Regions from separate parts of the Sus scrofa genome. Here region 1 is linked to region 2. A link is a contact called in public HiChIP or PLAC-seq data. All regions are on one chromosome and are shown on one strand. The core of a region is the stretch at or near the end of the contact, and the rest is flanking DNA. Distances in the headings are between cores, read along the strand shown.

What was found. HiChIP or PLAC-seq counts read pairs in DNA pulled down with a chosen protein or histone mark.
Region 1: an H3K27ac HiChIP or PLAC-seq map of skeletal muscle shows a contact between it and region 2. The contact joins the promoter of PRCD here to the promoter of ST6GALNAC2 in region 2. A contact is called at or near these places in 5 of 47 Hi-C or Micro-C datasets (epiblast stem cells, fetal liver, heart right ventricle and 1 more) and 1 of 2 datasets of contacts at active chromatin or transcription factors (skeletal muscle).

Annotation. Positions count from the first base shown.
Region 1 is chr12:4,974,502-4,979,220 of Sscrofa11.1, forward strand. It overlaps PRCD (progressive rod-cone degeneration protein), which reads right to left and starts at 2,193. Exons shown (of 5, transcript XM_013989871.2): 1 at 1,062-2,193; 2 at 691-759. The coding sequence starts at 1,135. CYGB (cytoglobin) reads left to right here and starts at 2,744. Exons shown (of 4, transcript XM_021066574.1): 1 at 2,744-4,311. The coding sequence starts at 4,169.
Region 2 is chr12:4,935,436-4,940,021 of Sscrofa11.1, forward strand. ST6GALNAC2 (alpha-N-acetylgalactosaminide alpha-2,6-sialyltransferase 2) reads left to right here and starts at 3,234. Exons shown (of 9, transcript XM_003131177.5): 1 at 3,234-3,658. The coding sequence starts at 3,534.

The DNA.
Region 1 (4,719 bases), core at 943-3,442, 38 kb after region 2:
GAGCACCCACGGGCGCAAAAGAGCATTTCCAACAGTAGGTTCTTGGTACATATTTGCCAATTTTCCCGTGTTGTGTCGGGCACGGATCTCCTGTCCTCAAAGGACACTAGGCACCCGGAGAGGGAGGAAATCCTGAAGTTCCCCAAACTTCACCCCCTTCTAAAGGCCACATGGCTTCAGCCTAGGCAAGAGTTAACTTTCTGGCCACTGGAGACAGCGTCCTGCCCGCAGGGGCTGCCCAGCCAATGGCACGCAGTGCTGATGACGTCATGCTCCTCCTGGGCCTCCTATTGGGGCCTGGACAGCGAATCCTGCCGGAGGTTCAGGCCGCGGAGCTGCTGAGCGGGTGGGGGCAGCGGCAGCGGGAGGGGGAGGGGAAGGCAGCAAAGCCACGCAAAGCGGCTTCTCCCTCACCCCTCTCTCCACTCCCCCTGCGCCTTCCAAGAGAAGGGACCCCGGGGACCACCTGCACTCGGACGAGCGAGGCAGAGCAGTTTGGGTTCCGAAGAGAGGCTGGGGCCTCCCATCCCCAACTGAAGAAAGCCCTAGGCATGCAGGGAACCGGGTAGCTGGGGCCAGGGGCACGCACACACGCACGTCCCCACGTACACCCCCCAGGCCTGGACAGGGGACAGCGGCCGTGTCCTTAGCAACACCCTCCCTCCCCCGCCCCAGACTCTTGAGTCTTACCTGCCTGAGGGTTGGAGGTCTGTTTCCAAACCGCTGCCCGAGACTGCCCCATCTACTCCACTGGACTCTCTGCGGGAGGGAAAGAGGCAGGCAGGGCTGTGGGCAGCGCCCGGACCCCCGCCCCCTCTCCTGCTTCTCTGCGAGACCTAAGCCTAAGCCACGTTGGGCTGTGGGACCAGAGGTTGTGCCCCGTGTCTTTGAAGAGCTCCAAGCGCCCCCTCCTTGGAAGGGGAGACTCTCGGGGGTGCCCCTTGTACTCCCAGCCTCCCGGGAGTCCATGCAGCCCCTGACCCCTGCAGTCCGCAGCTCGGCTATAACCCAGCCCAGCGGTTTCTCCCCCGCCCCAGCCCACGGCCCAGCCAGGTTCTCACGGTTGGACCCGGTTGGCGAATCGGCGGCGCCAGAGCATGGCCAAGGTGCTGAGCAGGAAGAGGGTGGTGCACATGGCTCAGCTGCCCCATCCCCTCTGAGACCCAGGCGCAGAAGAAGGCCAAGATGGCCCCTGCCAGCTCTCACGAGCCACTGCCTTTGTCCCGAGGTTCCTGCTGGCGATGGATTAGGAGGCTCAAGCTGATTAGCAGGGTCAGCAGACCCGACCTTGTGAAGACCGATTAACCTCACTGGGCCCAGGTTTTCCCCCGGCAGTGGGCAGCGGCAGGGTATCTTGACCTCAGTCTGCTCTGGGTGGGGATATGACTAAGCCCTGGGCTTGGCCCTCAAGGGGCTTGCGGTCTAGACAAACGCCCTGGCAAGTTAAACCGATGAGCACAACTGGGAGATCTAGGCGGTTAAGGCGCCTACAGAGCACTCTGGGAGTCGTGAGCATCAGGGGAAGCTTCAGAGAGAAGCCGGGTTGTTCTGAGTTTGCAGGGGCTCAAGGAAGGATGGGCCCGCGGACAGAAGACTCTGCCGGGGCTGTAGGCATGAAAGCGCCTGGCATGTTGCAGCAACTGGAAGTTGAGTATTGGTGGGGCAATGACGTCATGGGGGGGGGAGGAGAATATAGATGATGAAGCCAGGAAGACAGGAGAGGCCAGGGAGTGAAGGGCTGGCTAAGTGGTTCACTCCTGACCCCAGGACAATCTTTTCCACACACTTCTGATTACACGTCCTCTTCAGCAAAGGGCAGAATGTAAGTGTAATAGATACACACATCCACTTATAAATTATATGCTCTGTTACCGTGCAGACACAGTCCTCTACCAGCGACACCCATAGAACTTGTAAAGGATGAGATAAAAGCAAGCAGAAATAAGATTTCTCCTACTTCCTGTCCACTTCTGGGTGGAACCTCTCAGGGAGCTGTTTGGAAGGCCATGGTGCTGGCTCTGAGCCCGTCAGAGGAGTTGAGTGGGGGGACCCAGCACAGTGTCCTGGTCCAGGTGACGTGCAGAGCACAGATCAAAAGCCAGGACGTGGCGGAGTTCCCATTGTGGTGCAATGGAAATGAATCCAACTAGGAACCACTAGATTGTGGGTTCCATCCCTGGCCTTGCTCGTGGGTTAAGGATCTGGCGTTGCCGTGAGCGGTGGTGTAGGTCACAGACACGGCTCAGATCCTGCATTGCTGTGGCTGTGCTGTAGGCCAGCAACTGTACCCTAGCCTGGGAACTTCCATGTGCCAAGAGTGTGGTCCAAAAAAGCAAAAAAAAAAAAAAAGCCAGGACATGGGTCTGAGACTAGTGAAAGAAGCTGAGCCCACCAACCCTCCTCAATCCCTCTCTAAGACCCCAGAAGGGGGCACTGGATTTTCCCTCTCTCAGCTGAGCTCTGAGCCACAAGAGGCCTCTTGCCCTGGGTTCCAGTAAAGGACCTGAACGCTGGGCTCCAGCGAGGCCCGAGCTGGGGCTGTGCCAGGGCTCTCTGTTCTGACATAGGGTATTTTTTCTCGTCACGCTTGTGGCATAGGGGAGTTCGAGGGCCAGGGATCAAACCTGTGCCACAGCAGCACCCCAAGCTGCTGCAATGACCACACCAGATCCTTAACCCACAGCGCCACAAGAAAACTCCTGAAATAGGTTTTTTAAAATAGGCACATAAAGCAGAGCCAAAGAGGAGCCACCACCTCTTGCACTACTGGAGCAGTGGACACAGAGCTGGAAAGGGCAGGATCACCAGGGAGCCTTGGGGAGAACTGGACACACCCCGCATGCGTGGTCACGTGTTTCAGCCGCTTGCAGCCGCCGCTGTGGGCCTCAGGCTTCAACTGGGACTCAGAGGTGGGACCCGGCCATACCGGGACTGAGCAGCTGCTTGCAGGGTGGGGACTGGGTGGCTCTCAGAGACGCAGTCCCCACCTCTAGTCTAATGGTGGTCCCACCTCCCGGAGAAGAGCAATTCTGTGGTGGACACGGGATTCCATCCACAGAACCCTTCCCTAATCGGGGCCTTGCTGGCTACGATGTCTCCAGCGGCCTGGGCCTCCCGAGACTTCTTCACACCGCTCCCCCCCAACCCAGGTTTGGGGTGCCTGGGACTTTGCTCCGCCTGGGCTGGTATTAGGGGCCACTCGCCCCCTGCTTTGGGCCTGCCTGTGTCATTTACAAGCCACCCGGGGCCTTCTTTCTGAGGCCACGTGCTGCTCCGAGGGGAAGGAGCGCTGGCGGGAAGGAAAGGGGGGGCGCAGGCCTCTGGTGATCAAGTTTGACAGCCGCCCCCTCCTCATCCCCGCGGCGGTGTTTTCCTCTAGGGTTCTTCCTCTAACCCCTCCGGAGTCTGGGGTCCGGAGCCCGGGCGAGAGCGCCGCGGACCCCAGCGGCTGGCCCGGGAGAGGCCGGGAGCGAGGGGGAGCTCAGCTCGGGTCGCGGGCGGGCGGGCGGGCGGCCACGCCGCAAATGCCTGGCAGTGTTTGACTTCGAGTCAGTTCCCCGCCGCGGGAAGGGTGCTCACACGCACACGCCCCGACACCGCCCGTCTGGGGAGCGGGGACCGGGGCCCCCAGACCCGCACCCGCCGCGGCGCACTCCTGCGTGGCCAGCGCGGCCCTGCGCCGCGTGACCGCCCCCTCCTGCCGAGACCCCCGGCCCCCTCGCCACGCCCACGCCCCAGCCCCACCCGGCGGTCCAACTCCGCGGTGGCGAGGAGGGCGGGCGGGTGCCCGCCGCGTCGCCCCCACCCCGCCCAGCCTTCACCTTGCCGGAACTGGCTCGCGGACGCGGGCTGGAGGGGTTGGAGCGGATTTATTTTTTTTCGCATTTTTCCAGCAGACCACATCCCCGCCCCCCGCTCGCGGTCCCCCGCCCCCTGCACATATACCCTGCACAGACACACACACACAGACACACACACACACACACACACACACACACACACACACACAGAGCCGGCGCGCACAGACACGCTCCCTCCCTCCGGCGCGCTCTGCCACTCGCCCGCCCGCCCGCCGCGCACGCAGCCGGCCCCGGCTCCCCGCGCTCCGCGCTCCGCGCCCCGCGCCCCGCCGCCGCCGAGCGAAGCCGGGCTGGGCTTGGAGCTGCTCATGGAGAAAGTGCCGGGCGAGATGGAGATTGAGCGCAGGGAGCGGAGCGAGGAGCTGTCCGAGGCGGAGAGGAAGGCGGTGCAGGCGACGTGGGCCCGGCTCTATGCCAACTGCGAGGACGTGGGGGTGGCCATCCTGGTGAGGTAGGTGTCACCCCGGCTCGGCCGGGCCCGAGGACGGACGGCGGCAGCGGCTCGGGCAGAGGCGGGCTCGGCTCGGGTCCGAGCTGCGGCGCCACCTCCCCTGCTGCGATTGGGGCCCGGCCGGTCGGCCAGTCGGAGTGCGGGCAGCGGCGTGGGGCGCCTTGGGGTGGGCGAAGCCCCGGCCGAGGCTTTCCTAGCTCTGGGTGAGGGGCTCCGCAGGAACTAGGGACCAGAGCCAGAAGGAGGGCACCTCCATGCGTCTCCTCTTGCGACCTCACAACTCCGGCTCTGCCGGCCAGCCGTGCCTTCCTCACCAGTGACCCCAGCCCCCCAACCGAGCCGAGGTGGACACACATTTACCAGCCTCTCCAATGGGGGTGTTGGGGGCTCCCCATTCTAGAGACAGGA
Region 2 (4,586 bases), core at 1,984-4,483:
TTATTCATTTATTGTCTTTTTATGGCTGCACCCATGGCATATGCAAGTTCCCAGGCTAGGGGTGAAATTGGAGCTACAGCTGCTGGCCTACACCACAATCACAGCAACACCAGATCCGAGTTTTGTCTGTGACCTACACCGAAGCTTGCAGCAACGCCAGATTCTTTAACTGAGTGAGGCCAAGGAGTGAACCTGCGTCATCATGGATACTAAACTGATTCTTAACCCCCTAAGCCATAACGGGAACTCCACGTTTTTATTTATTTTTTTGTTGAAGTGTAGTTGATTTACAATGTTGTGTTATGTTCAAATGTACAGCAAAGTGATTCAGTTTTATAGTAAATATATAAAATTCTTTTTTTAGATTCTTTTCCATTATAGGTTATAAGGTATTGAGTACAGCTCTCTGTGCTAGACAGTAGATCTACTTAACCTTTTTTTTTTTTTTTGGCCGCACCTACAGCACATGGAAGCTCCCAGGTCGAGAATTGAACTTGTGCTTCTGCAGTGACCCAAGCCACTGTAGTCAGGTCCTTAACCCACGCACTACAGTGGGAACTCCCAAATAAAACTGTCTTGCTGGAAAAATATCTGGCAGTCTGTTTCAGGTCCGCACAGGAAAACATGACTCAACTCTTACACCGGAAAAAGGAAGGCAGCAGGAATTACCTTGTGGGAGTAGCCAGATGTTGGATTTAACAAAGACTTAAAAGTAGCCCTGAGGGGAATACGGTTTTTTTTCCAAATTCAAATTCAGAGGCGGATGTAGCAGGACTAGAACTGGCAATTGCCTGCTCTGTAGTTCCACTGGGGATGATGAGGGCCCTGGTGGCCTCAATGGGGACAGTTGCAGTGGTGAAGTAGGTAAAGACACCAGATTCAGACAGAAATGGAGACAGCATGGACTTCCCACCAAGAGCAAGGATGGAAAGGAAAGGGTAGCTAAGAAAAGTGTCAACTCAAAAGAGGTTTTTGCTTGGCTTTGTTTTGCTTTGCTCTTTAGGATGAGATACTTGGGGCCATGTTCACCGGTGGGGATAAGGGCCCTGTGGAGAGGGAGGGGATGGCTGCCGAAGCAAGACCCCAAGAAGCGGGAACACACAGCCGAGAGGCTGGCTCTCACTCGAGGCCAGCCTGGAGGGACGCAGGTGAAGGTGCGTGGGCTTGAAGGCATCGGGAGGCCTCAGGGGGTCGTCACGTTTTTGCACCCGTGAGCAGAGGCACTGTCTTTTGCCCCAGACTATCTTTCCAAGAATGATGGTATGCAGCAAACAGTCTGGAAAGATATGGAGAGTGACCCCGTCTGGAGCAGAGGGTGGGTTTTCCTACTTCCAGCATAATCTTCAGTGGCTCCCACTAGGGCAAGGGCAGGTTCACCCGCAGCTCACTGTAAAAGATTCCGGTTCTCCTTGTTAGGGCTCCTCGGCGGTGCTGCAAACCCATGGTGTGTGCAGCAAAACCGCTGTGTGGACCCTCCTGGGTCCCTCTGCCACCTTCTCAGGGTCTGAGGGGCAGAGGCGGCGGCCCAGTCGTGAAGCCTGTGCTGCTCGCTGTGCCAGGAGTGATCAAGTCCTTGGTCTCTGACCCTGGAGTCCCTTGTCTTCTGCCAGTGTCCACAGGAGGACCCCTTGGCTGGAACACAGGGTAAACCTCAGCGCCTACACGGTTCCGGCCAGAAGATGACTTTGTAGCTAGGGGCATGAAGAGCTGGAGCCCCCCTCTCAGAGGCACAGCAGGGATAAGAGGAGGCTTGAGGAAAGAGGTAACGTTCTGGAATCATTGTGGAGCAGGTTGAGAGCTGGAGCTAAGCAAGGACAAGGCATCGGCTGGCGTGGTGACATGTCCCCTTCTACCCTGGAATGAGACACCGGGGAGGTGGCAACAGGGGAAGCTGCAAGGCGGGTCAGAGTGTGGATCCAGGTTGGGGGGGGGGTGTCTTCTGGGCAGAAAGCCGGGAACACAAGAAAATCTGGGTTACAATGAGAGTAGCCAGGGTCCTGGCTGGATAGGAAAGATAGTTTTGGGGGGAGGGCTGATCTGCTGGGAGACAGTGGAGGGTGGAGAGACTGCAGGCAGGAAGGAGAAGCCCAGGTGGGGGACAGGAGGCCCTGTCTGAGTGCGGTATTGCCTTTTAGGCACTGGAGGTGGATCTGAATCCTCAACACGGATGGGGGAGGGTCACCCCACACAGGACGAGAGCCCTCCCCAACCAGCCGCTGGAGTCCAGGCAGGTGGAGGCTGGGCTGCGTGGAGGCCAAGTCTGTAGGTTTGAAGAGGGAAAGCTGGTGACATTAATGGTAAATCCCTTTTATTTCATGAGGTCTGTGAGGCTTTCACTGAGAGGGAGGGGTAGGTGAGGGATTTGGGGGCTCGGAGAGAGGTCTGAGGTTTCATCCGCCACCAGGAGATGGGAGGAGGTGCTGTTCAAGGGCGATTGAAAACCATAAAGATTAAAAGATAAGACAGGAACCATCGGTTCTAAGCAGTGTCCATCAGCAGGGTAGCAAGTTGTAGTTTCAAAATTTGTGAGAACTGAGCCCGGATGACCCGTTCCCGACTGGAGGCAAGGCCTCAGGAAGCTTTGCGGGAAGCACTGCAACTGGACGGACGCCTGTGGCTGCACCCAGACTGGCCCCGATATGTAAAGAACCGGGGGGCGCAGAAAGCCAGTGGCCAAGAGCGGGTCCCTCTCCGGCTCGCAGTTCCTGATAGTTGGGCTACTTCACAGTCTTCTGACGTCTAAGGCCAGGACGCTGCCCACTGGAGACTACGGTGTCTTACTTAGACTGCTCACTCCCCAGGCGGCCCCCGCTTCGAGGCATGAGCGCCGAGCGCCCCGGCCCTTCCCGACCGCGCAGCCCCTGCTACACCTTACAGGTGTCTCTGGGATGCTGAGGTCACAGGCACGCAACGCCTGGGGAGCCTGGCCAGTCCCCAAAAGAGCGGGGTAAACAGCTCAGCGCCCCCACCCATCCCGTCCCGACAGACCCCCTCCGTCGTCCTCTCGAGCTCCACCCCGGGTCTGAGCCGCTGGGGTTTGCGCCTCCACCCCGCCCCCCTCCCCGGCAAAGGGCCTCGTGGGCGGCGGGAAGCCGCGGGCTGGGACCCGGGAGGGCGCAGTGCTCAGCCCACGCGCCAGGTGGCGGCGTCTCCCCGCGCCCCGCAGCCCCCGGACCGCGCGCGCCCGCCCGCCCTTGACGGCACCGGAAAGCGCCCTGCCCAGCCCCGGCTCGCGGCGTCCTGGGCTGGGCGCGGGCGGGAGCGCCCGCCGTCCAAGCCCCTCGGGCAGAGGGCAGCGGCAGAGGGGCGCGGGCAGCTCCGAGCGCCGGGGCCGCACTCTCGCCTCCGAGACCCGCCGCGCAGCCCCCGAGGGTGCGGCGGCGGCGGCCGGCGGCCCCGCGCAGGCAGAGAGGGAGCGGCGGGGCGGAGAGGCGCCGCGGGGCCGGCCGACTCCGGTAGTCCGGCCCGGCCACCCGGGTCTCTCCCCTCCGCCCGGGACAGCGGCCGACCGGACGCCCGCGGGCCGGGGCTGCATGGGGCTCCCGCGCGGGCCGCTCTTCTGGCTGCTGCTCCTGCTCACCGCTGCCTGCTCGGGGATCTTCGTCGCCCTGTACTCCTCGGCGGTGGAGTCGTACCCGGAGCACAGGTCCGGAGCCAGGTAGGGGCTGCCGCGCGGGACCCGTCGGGGAGGGCGCAGGGGACGCGCAGGACGCCCATTCAAGGGCACAGCGGCCCTCTGTTCCCAGCGCCTTGAGCCTTCACCCCGGCGTTAAACTCGTGCTGCCCGGGCTGCACAGCCTCTGCCAGGTCCGAGAGGGACCTCGGGCTGTGGGCACCAGCGATCCGCTCCCGAGTCTGGCGTTAACTTCCCTCCAGCCCTGATTAGAAACCCTTCCTATCGTCCACATTTCGCTGGGACATCCGAATCAGATAAAAACAGTCTCCTTTTTGCCACAAATTCTCTCTCGCCAACATCACATTGTTCAGACTCTATTTTGGGGGCTGGGACCCCAGGCTTCCGATTCCAACTTTGGCGGGCTCCGCAGCGGCGCTGCGGCAGGTCGCCTCTCCCACGGGCCCTGGTCTCTGGCCTCCCCACATCCGGCTCCCTTCTCTCCCCGCGCTCTGCTCGGCTGTTTACTTTGGTAAGCTCAGCCTGGGCTCGATCTATTGAAACGGCGGACAAGGGCCCGTTCTGGGCTCCCTCCAAACTCCCCTCCCTGAGCCGCCTCCTGCGCTCTGCTCCACTGCCTCCCGCTGACCCTGGGCACCGTCCTTTCATTGGAGAGCCTGCCTTGGGTAGGTGATGGTTCCAATTACCGAAGAAACCTCGAAAGGATTTAGCTTTACTTCTGGAGGGCAAACCGAGCTGTGCCCAGAGTCTGGGTTTGTCAGGCCGCTAGGGCACCTCGTGTGGAGGCCTCTGGGCCCGGGCTTTCCCCTCCAGCTGCTTTCCCACCAGCCCAGTCCTGGTTCCAGGCACAACCAATGAGAGCAAAATTAGTATCTGCTCTAGGGAAACAAGGTGAAAGGGCATCCAAAGTTGCAAAACAATATGAAACAGGCTTGCAACTGATTATCAGTCC